2 separate regions of the Oryzias latipes genome follow, and region 2 is linked to region 1. Evidence: chromatin contacts called from public Hi-C data. All regions are on one chromosome and are shown on one strand. Each heading gives the region's core, a stretch centred on a gene start, on an enhancer-like site or on the middle of the called end of the contact. The rest is flanking DNA. Distances are from core to core; before and after follow the strand shown. Region 1 holds the start of LOC111948388 (paramyosin-like). Region 2 holds the start of LOC101169548 (calcium-binding protein P).

Region 1 (4,530 bases), core at 1,105-3,604:
TTTACCTCTCAGATCTTCGCCACGGAGGAGGACGCAGAGCAGGTGACCCCGCTGCAGAACAATTTCAGACACATCCACCCCACCTTCGGTCGCAGCGTGACCGCCTCCAGAGACGCCATACTGCCGAAGGGCGCGGCAGGACGGCCCATCAGGGCAGCAGTGCTTTTGCTCCCCATCACCTTTCTGGGAAGCTTTGGGCTTTAGCCCCCATCACCGCTGGCTGCTCAAAGACAAGTTTCACTGTCAATTCAGTTTTAAACTTGTGTTTTATTGTTTAAACAAAACAGGAATAATATAGATTCTATTTTGAAAGTGTTTGTTTTTATCATTGTAGGCCTTTTTCTAGTTTTCCTCAAACTTCAAAGATGTCTATAAACATGCCTTATTTCCATAAATACCTTTTTGATATTGATAATCAGAAACATTTAACTCCTTAACGCCATGTGTTGCTAATTTGCAACGGACCATTAAATCCAGGACTCCACTTAATTTAGCGGAAAAAACTGAAGAATATTTTTTTACATAGATAGAGAGAAAGTCAGCCATGAAGGGGTTAACATTGTATGCATTTTGGAAAAGTCCTGTTTGCATCCAACATTTCTTCTAGTTTTTGTCTGATGATAAAAACCACAACTTTGCAACAACAACAAAAAAAAAGGGGGGGGGGGGGGGCTATGTTAGTTTTGAAACCAAGATCATTTGAAATGTTTTGGTCATTTTAACATTTAGATCCCACAATAGGTTTTGTATTGTAACAATAAAAAAAATAAATTTCTGTCACATCTGTGCCCAATTTTACTTTTTTAACCTAAAAGGTAAACATAAACTTCACTTATGAGGCGAGCCCTGCAAAAGGAAAAATAATGCCTTTTTTTAAACACAAAAACACAGCGCCTCTAACTTTCGAACATGGAGGTGGACTCATCATGGTTTGGGTCCGGTCAGCGGCTTCTTGAACATTTCATATGTAGATTGAAAGCCTGAAGTAACCTATGTACATCATAAATAAACGAACATGAATGGTTTTGAAAGAAAAAAGCAACATGATCATAAAAACACAGAAAGTTGACTAATACATTATAAATCCCTCCTCCTCCTGACTAGCGGCAATTCAGGAATTTTCAGGAAAAGTACAAAAGGTAACCGCCTTAACACAGAGACACTAGTGGTAATGCTAGAAATGGGGAAAAAAAGGCACATTTGGAGCCTCGACATGTAAAACAAAAGAAGTCAAAACTACATCTGGAAAAGGACGACTAGAAATCACGAGGCTGAAGCTCAAATTAAAAAAAATCTGCAGAAATAATTGTAAACGTGTGAAAATAAAGACAAAGTTTGCTCTACAGGGATTCTAACCCTTCTGAAAAACGGAAAATTGTTTTTTTATCTGATCAGGAACGATTGCGGAAGCTTTAGGAAAAGAAAAAAAAGGTAAATTTTATGTTGATCAACTCTGATGCGGCATTCCAGATAGAACTCCAAAGTGATGTTTAAAGATGGAATAAAAAAGAAAACATGCTATTTCTATGACTGAAAACAAACAGAAGTTAATTAACAAGCTGAGTAAAATCATACGACCAATCAGAGGGCTTGCCTTGTCGTGGAGGCGTGTGCTGCCATGTGACTGTGGCTTGCTCCCTTGTGCATGCGATCACACCACCCTCGTCCTGTCACGGCCTTGGGGGCAACACGCCACAGAGCTAGCCTGTTCTCCCTCAGGGTCAGTGAAGGCAACGTCACTCTGCGGTGAAACGGAGTTCCTGTCAGAGCCGGCCGCCGCTGTCACACACAGGAGTCAGAAACTTCCAGAAATTCCATCATATTACTGCAAACTAAACGTTCGGACTAAATCCTATGTTTTCAAATACAACAAACTGCAGCAGGTTTGGGTTTCTGTTAGACAGACGGACAGACAGACAGACAGACAGACAGACAGACAGACAGACAGACAGACAGACAGACAGACAGACAGACAGACAGACAGACAGACAGATAGATAGATAGATAGATAGATAGATAGATAGATAGATAGATAGATAGATAGATAGATAGATAGATAGATAGATAGATAGATAGATAGATAGATAGATAGATAGATAGATAGATAGATAGATAGATAGAGAGATAGATAGATAGATAGATAGATAGATAGATAGATAGATAGATAGATAGATAGATAGATAGATAGATAGATAGATAGATAGATAGATAGATAGATAGATAGATAGATAGATAGATAGATAGATAGATAGATAGATAGATAGATAGATAGATAGATAGATAGATAGATAGATAGATAGATAGATAGATAGATAGATAGATAGATAGATAGACATATAAATAATTGATAGAGAGGGGTCAGCGGATGTTGAACCTCATAGTGCAAAGTGGTTGCAGACTTCAATTGCTACAGAGCTCCAAACTTGATATGACCTTCAGATTAGTCCAAGTACAGAACGCAGAGAACTTGGAATGGGTTTCCATGGCCGAGCAGCTGCATCCAAGCCACACATCACCAAGCGCAATGCAATGCCCCAAAACAGTGGGGGGAGGGGCCATGCAACACACGATGAGTGACATTCCTCTTGGTGATGTCACTCTTGGTGATGTCACACATGATGAGGGACATTACCAAGTGTGACATCATCATCGAGAGGACTTTGCCTGGGCATGTCTCCGCCCAGGCCTTTGATCTTCATGGGGGAAAGGCTTAGAGTATGATGTCACACATGTTTTTGCCTTATAGGACCCTCAACTAATTCTGTTTCATTGCCCGTTTGGTTCCTACCAGAGAGCATACGTTCTGTTCCCCAGCTACGAAAACCTTGCAATCTCGTCAGGTACCTTCGAGCTACTGAGGAACACGCAGTTTTTTTCTACGTTACAAAAACTGCATCTACATTCTTTATCATCCACGAGAACATTTTAAAGATTTTCTTAGTTATCCTGAAAATCAATATTTAAAATGTTCCCTCGCCATTTTGGAAATTCTGGTGTTGAGGAGAGCTGCCTCACACAGAACCTTTCCAAACTTCAGAAAAGAGTCCAGGAAAACGTCTTGCTGACCAACCAGCTGCAAACCCTCGCCGCTGAGCTGGAAGGCAAGAAAAATCTGAGAGAGACCTTCTCTGGACTCTGCCAGGCAAAGAAATCGGCCGCCACACTTACAAAGAAGCTGGAAAAGGACTTGCAACGTGTCAACAAGAAAATCCAGGAGCAAAAACCCCTGGAGGACCGTTGCAAGAACCAACAGGAAAAAGTCAACCTCCTGACAGAGACCAACACCACCCTCAAAGAAACTCTAAAGGAACTCCAGGCCAGAGTTCGGGATACTAAAGAGTTATCCACCGAGTTAATCCAAGTCAAACTCACCGCCAAAGCTCTCAGTCAGGAGAACAGTGAGCTACTGAAAGAGGTTCACAGGGTCCAAACCACCCTTGTGGCCCTTGAACCTCTGGAACTTCAGCTCAAAGACGAGAAGAATCGCCTCCAAACACTGCAGGACAAAAACACTGCCCTCCAGAACCAGCTCAAAGACCTCCAAAGCCATCGTGAGGAGGAGGCAGCAACAAAACAACGTCACGCCTCCATCCTCATCCAAACCAAGTCTCTGGAAGAGGAGAACTCTAGCCTTGATACTGAAATTATCCAGCTCACTGTGCAGTGTGAGGAGGCAAAACTTTGGGTTCAGCAGCACCAGGACATTACCATCAACCTTAATGGACTGAGACAAAACAACGCTGAACTCTTGAAAACACTGGAAAATCTGAAAAAAGAGCAGGAACAACTTATCCAGTCAGAACAAGAATACCTTCAAGCCAAATCATACATTCTAACGTTGAAACAAGAAAATGAACGTTTCACCAAAGAAGTCAAAGACCATCAGGAGAACCTCAAAAATCTCCAAGATTTAAAAGAAACATTTGCTGCATTGAAAGCTGAACAACAAACGGTCTCAACCCAAAACAGAGTCCTCACCTCGGAGTTCTCAACTCTAAAAGTAAAGCTACACAAGGAAAGGGCACGCATCCGCAAAAACCTTGGTGTGTCTCCAGATGAGTTGGAACAGAAGTACAAAGAAGAATCGGATTTGTTCCAGTCTCTGCAGAAAGAAAATGCCAACCTGAAAGAAAAGTTGACAGAGCTGGAGAAAAAGAATGAGAAAGACTCTGACATGATGCTTCAGTATTCCTCTTTGCAGGCTGAGAAAAAGGCTGTGGAGAGTGAATACAAAACAATAAAGCAGCAGATCAGAGTTCTTTCACAGCAATGTGAGGACTTCAGGCCAATGACGGAAAAATTCAATGAAACCACAGAGTCCATCAGCAAAGTCCAAGAAATCAATAAATCCCTTTTGGAGGAACGCACAAATCTGGAAATCATGAAAGAACAATTAGAAGGATTGGCCACAGAATATCCACAAATGGAGACCAGCATTGCAGAATTGAAGAAACAAAATTTTAACCTCACCAAAGATTTAGAAAAGATCAATTCAGAAATTCTGGGCCAAAAACACCTGGAGGTCAAATA
Region 2 (4,824 bases), core at 13-2,512, 510 kb after region 1:
CTCCTGGATTATTTGGTGGATTTTGCCTGGGATATCCTCCGGGATTAGGATTGCCTGCTCCAGGATGGGGATAACTTCCTCCGGGAGGATACGGATTTGGGTTGCGGGCGGGATTCTGTGGCTGCCGGGGGTAGTTTCCTGGCTGAGAACTGGATGGCTTTGAGTGTGTCCCACCCTTGTTGCTTGACGATGAGGATTTCTTGCTGCTGCTGCTACTTCTCTTAGCCCGTGCCGGTTCCATATTGAGGAGAGATATAATAAGGAGGGACAAAAGGCCCAATTGACACAATCTTCCCATCATGGCCTTCAAGAGAAAAGATTGAAAACAGCAATTACAACAAACTCACAAGTCATCTTTGTTATCTTTATCCTGTGATGTAAGGGATGGAAAATAAATAGTCTTGTTACTTGACATTTCATAATCAAAAACACTAGATAAACACCTAGTAAATAATATAATTGTTTCTTCAATCATCATCTATTGAGCCCATCCTTTAATTACAAATAAAAAATAGCAACTGAAGGGGAATGACTTGTTATTATACGCATCACTTATTTATTCGAGTCATGTTACGATTTATTTCCATTTAAACGAATGAAAGATTTACATTGCGCCACCTGTTTTTACTGACAACATTGAACGCATCGTTACCATTTCGCCAGCCTAGTCGCGTAATCCTCGATGAATAACAACACGCGTGGTACATACATAATATGCTGCAATATGATTGTTGTATGGTATTCGTCTTAAACTAATGAATGGCCGGATGTTTTCATTAATATTATTATCATTATTCCTACCGTGCTGAGATGGCCTGTCCGTGCTCCTAGGATGCGTTTCTGAGAAGCTGCGTTTGTTGTCCTCCCACCGTCGCTTTTCCGTTACTGCGAGAGACAGAAGGCTGCAGCCTGGGTTAAGGCGGAGCTAAACACACACGAGTCACTTCTGCGAAATTACGAGGAGCTTGCACGTCCAATAATCTTCCTAATGACATTTTATTTCTCTGATTAAATACAATTTTTCGACTGATATTGTCCACCAAAACCCACTATAGTTCTTTTGGTGGCCTGCAAAGATGAATAAATGTGAGACTAAATGACAACAAGGTACATGTTTCGTGTATGGTAATATTTTATCGGCGAAACCAGTTTAAAAATAAAATGTTTTTAATTGGTAAAATGTTAATGTTAAGTACCTTCTATTATAAATTTAAAATAAAAAAATGTAGAAGTAAAGCCGACAGAATGTGTTTGTGCCGGTCACTTTTAGGTGGAGCACAACGTCACACCAAAAGACTTCCGGTGACTTTCATACATTTGTTTGGTCGTCACAATCAAGTTTGTTAGCAGATAAGATACGAGGTCGATATAATATAATATAATATAATATAATATAATATAATATAATATAATATAATATAATATAATATAATATAATATAATATAATATAATATAATACGATTAAAAAAGAAGAGGAGCATCCACCAGAGAATATCACGACTGACGATGACACACCTAATAGCACAGGGTTCATCGGCAGTTGATGAAATCGGCAATTACGTTCTGAGAATGATAAAAACTATGGACAAATCTGTGCAGTGCGATTCTGAGAAAAACCTGTGGAGTAGAAATTCCGGCAGGTTCTTCATACTAAGAAACAAAAGATGCTGCTTTAACAATTCAGGCTGTACTAACATTTTATTGAAATAGTCCTCTCTGCTCGCTCTTGTTCACAGCAGATGTAAAAAAAAAGTAAGGGGGGGGGGGGCAGCTAAAGATCTAGATAGTATAATACTACTAACAGCATTTCCTTTTGAATAAACCTTGTTATTGTGCCTAGAGGATGGTCTAAATAATCGCAATGCTTTCTGGGGTGTTTCTAAAATAGTCTTTAGTTTTAATGTTTTTGTTTTTTAATTATTTATTGTGGTTTTAGTTGTAGAAATAACTAAGATCCTCGGATGTTATTTGTTGTTTGACCCTATGGTAGTAACTCTGACTCAACACTCATTTCCATTTTAAAGTTGTTGTTTTTTTAAATTAGGTCTTCTTAATAAACCAACCCTGCTGGGTCAGATTAGGTGAGTGTTGGGAAATAGAGGTTAGACTTTGTGGATGGACAATGATAGAATGGACAATACAATAGAATAAAATAGAAATAGAATAGAATCTAATAGAATAGAATGCTTTATTGTCACCATACAGATGCCATCAGATTAAGATGCATCTGGTGACATAATAACTAAAAGGCAATGGTATAATAATTTATTTGTTCACATTTATTCATTTAAAATTATCTAGCAGAATTAAAATACACATTTGCCTTGTGTATTACTTTTTAAAAACGTTTAATCTAAATAGAAAGACGTTTGTGTCAGAGATAGTTTTATAAATGATAATTGATTAGAATTAGTATTCATTAGAATCGTTCAGTATTCAGAGTAAACCTCCATTGACCATTTAAAATTTGTGTTTACCTTGGATGTGTTCTTATAAAAATAATGATAACAATCTTCAGTAACTTGTGTCAAAAATGTAAAATTTATTTAATAGGTCACCGACTCAACGTTTTTTTTCCTTTCGGCGCTTCAAACAATAAAGTTTTTTTTTTCTGGGAGGCGTCGGCGCATGCTCTGGTGACGTCACTGTAGTAAACGGTCAAACACCCGTATGTAGCTTTGTGTCCGGTGGAAACATGTCGGTAAGGAGAGAACCCAGTGGAGGAACTGCGGCGTCGGTGAAATGCACACCTGACACGCGAGCTGAGCGCTAAAAAGTCACGACAAACGGTGGGAGTTTCGTGGACGTTTTTGGGGGCTGCGCCATCACAACAGAGAGGGTCGGTGGAGGACGAATGGAAGGATAAAAGAAGACATCCGTGGCTAAGTTGATCTGACTGACTGAAGACTCGCTGGCAGGTGAACGGACGCAGAGGGAAAAAAGGGGTCAGCGTGTGCTCTCATCAAGACGGAGCTTTTCTTCGCTAGGGGATGTTATCCGTGCTATCGTATGGTAGACTGGTAGCCAGGGCTGTCCTGGGCGGACTCTCTCAGACTGACGGTCGGGACTACAGCCTGATCACCGCCAGTTATGGCTTCGGCAAAGACTTTCGGAAAGGTATCCTCAAGAAAGGGATGTGCTATGGGGATGACGCCTGCTTCATAGCGCGGCACCGGACTGCTGATGTTTTAGGTAAGGTCTTGTTCACAGATTCTCCATTTCAAGGGTGACCTTCAGCGATCTGGGTCTGCACGTGTACCGATCACTCGTATGAAAACACAACTGCCTCTCCCCCCCTCTTTTACACATGCCAAACTTTTCCAGTCTGCGGCTTTACGTGTCATTCTCTGCATTTATACTACTTTTTTTAATACTTTGAACAATATATGGCACAAAAACGCTCACAAACATATACATTTAAAGGTGAATTGCAGGTGTTTTGGTTTAAAACACATGTGACCTTTCACCTAAATAAACCAAAACAAGTAAAACTGCACGTGCAGGAAATATACAGAGGTCACACAAGGTTTGAAGATGCGTAAAAAATAAAATTACAAAGGAATGGGCCTGGAATGCAAACGCTAAATCGTCTTGGATTGAACACTACAATGTCTTGCAAAGGTCAGAATGGTTGGGTATGGAGGCAGCCATGTTGCTAGCACCTAGCTTAGTCAAATCCTGCTGCTTTGTCCCAAACCAGCCGGCATGTGGAGAAAGCGGTCAGTCTGTGAAAACACGTGGCTGGGGGCACGGTTCTGGCTTTTCAGACAGGTGTGGGGCTCAAAGAGGACCGCACATACTGAAAAAATCTATTTGTCCTCGAAGCTTATATCATGTACAATGAAGGCTGATTGTTGGAAAAACGGGGGTTATTTTAATATTTTTTAATTTTATTTTTAGACTGGGGTTTGGTTCATCCTGGCAGCTTTGATTCTAAGTAACAGATTTATTTAGGAAATTTCCAGGAATTTTTCAGTTTCATAAATGGGTTTATTTTCGTTGATATGTTACAATGTTGATATCATAAACCTGGTTGTTAGCTGTGCTCTGTGGCTGTTACAATCCAATAGGTTTTTCCACCTACAGCTGTTTTGTATCCTGCATGCTGGCATGTTGATGCCTTTTCCTCTGACTGCTCTTAGCTTGTCATATTCATTTTTCTTTGTTATTAAAGAAATGCAAATCAACAACACTTCTGAATATTTATGCTGATTGCAAATGTTAACTCATGGTTCTGATGTGGTCGGGACATTTTTACTATAATTTTTTAATATTTAATTGGATTTCCTATCTTATGCGGTTTTATATAACCATATACATTTGTATCATTCTACTTATTTATATGATATTGCTTCTAATAGTGCATACATATGTGTTTTTAATACAGTCAAATTCAGTCACTGCTTATTATTTTATCTCACATGTTTGAATCCTGACTAAATTATTCAACAATCAAACCTATAATTCAAATTTTTATTTTATTTTAAAGTTACACACATGACAGTTTTTGATAGTTATTTTGATGGGAAAAGCTGGAATGAACTATAACCCTGTTTTCATTTTTTTCTTGATAAATGACTGAATAGTTTGTATTTAAACTATTTTCTTTGTTTAAATATGTACCAAGGAGTATTTGTCTTAAAAACAGAGTTTTTTTGGTTGGTAAAAATGACCACTTGATAAGATTTGAATTTCTACTTTCTCCATCAGGTGTCGCGGATGGTGTAGGCGGCTGGCGGGACTATGGTGTTGATCCGTCTCAGTTCTCTGCCACGTTAATGAGGACCTGTGAACGGCTGGTAAAGGAAGGACGCTTCACTCCG

Evidence for each region. Hi-C and Micro-C count contacts between places; a contact is called where the count stands out from the background.
Region 2: a contact with region 1 is called in a Hi-C map of gastrula embryo, with 9 times the contacts expected there. The contact joins the promoter of LOC101169548 here to the promoter of LOC111948388 in region 1. A contact is called at or near these places in 2 of 5 Hi-C or Micro-C datasets (embryo and gastrula embryo).

Annotation. Positions count from the first base shown.
Region 1 is chr12:13,810,650-13,815,179 of ASM223467v1, forward strand. LOC111948388 (paramyosin-like) reads left to right here and starts at 2,355. Exons shown (of 1, transcript XM_023961171.1): 1 at 2,355-4,530. The coding sequence starts at 2,966. LOC101162147 (carbonic anhydrase 15-like) reads left to right here. Exons shown (of 8, transcript XM_023960601.1): 8 at 1-788. The coding sequence ends at 204.
Region 2 is chr12:14,323,887-14,328,710 of ASM223467v1, forward strand. LOC101169548 (calcium-binding protein P) reads right to left here and starts at 1,263. Exons shown (of 2, transcript XM_011481843.3): 1 at 802-1,263; 2 at 1-304. The coding sequence starts at 301. It overlaps LOC101169795 (protein phosphatase PTC7 homolog), which reads left to right and starts at 2,649. Exons shown (of 6, transcript XM_004074797.4): 1 at 2,649-3,193; 2 at 4,712-4,824. The coding sequence starts at 2,992.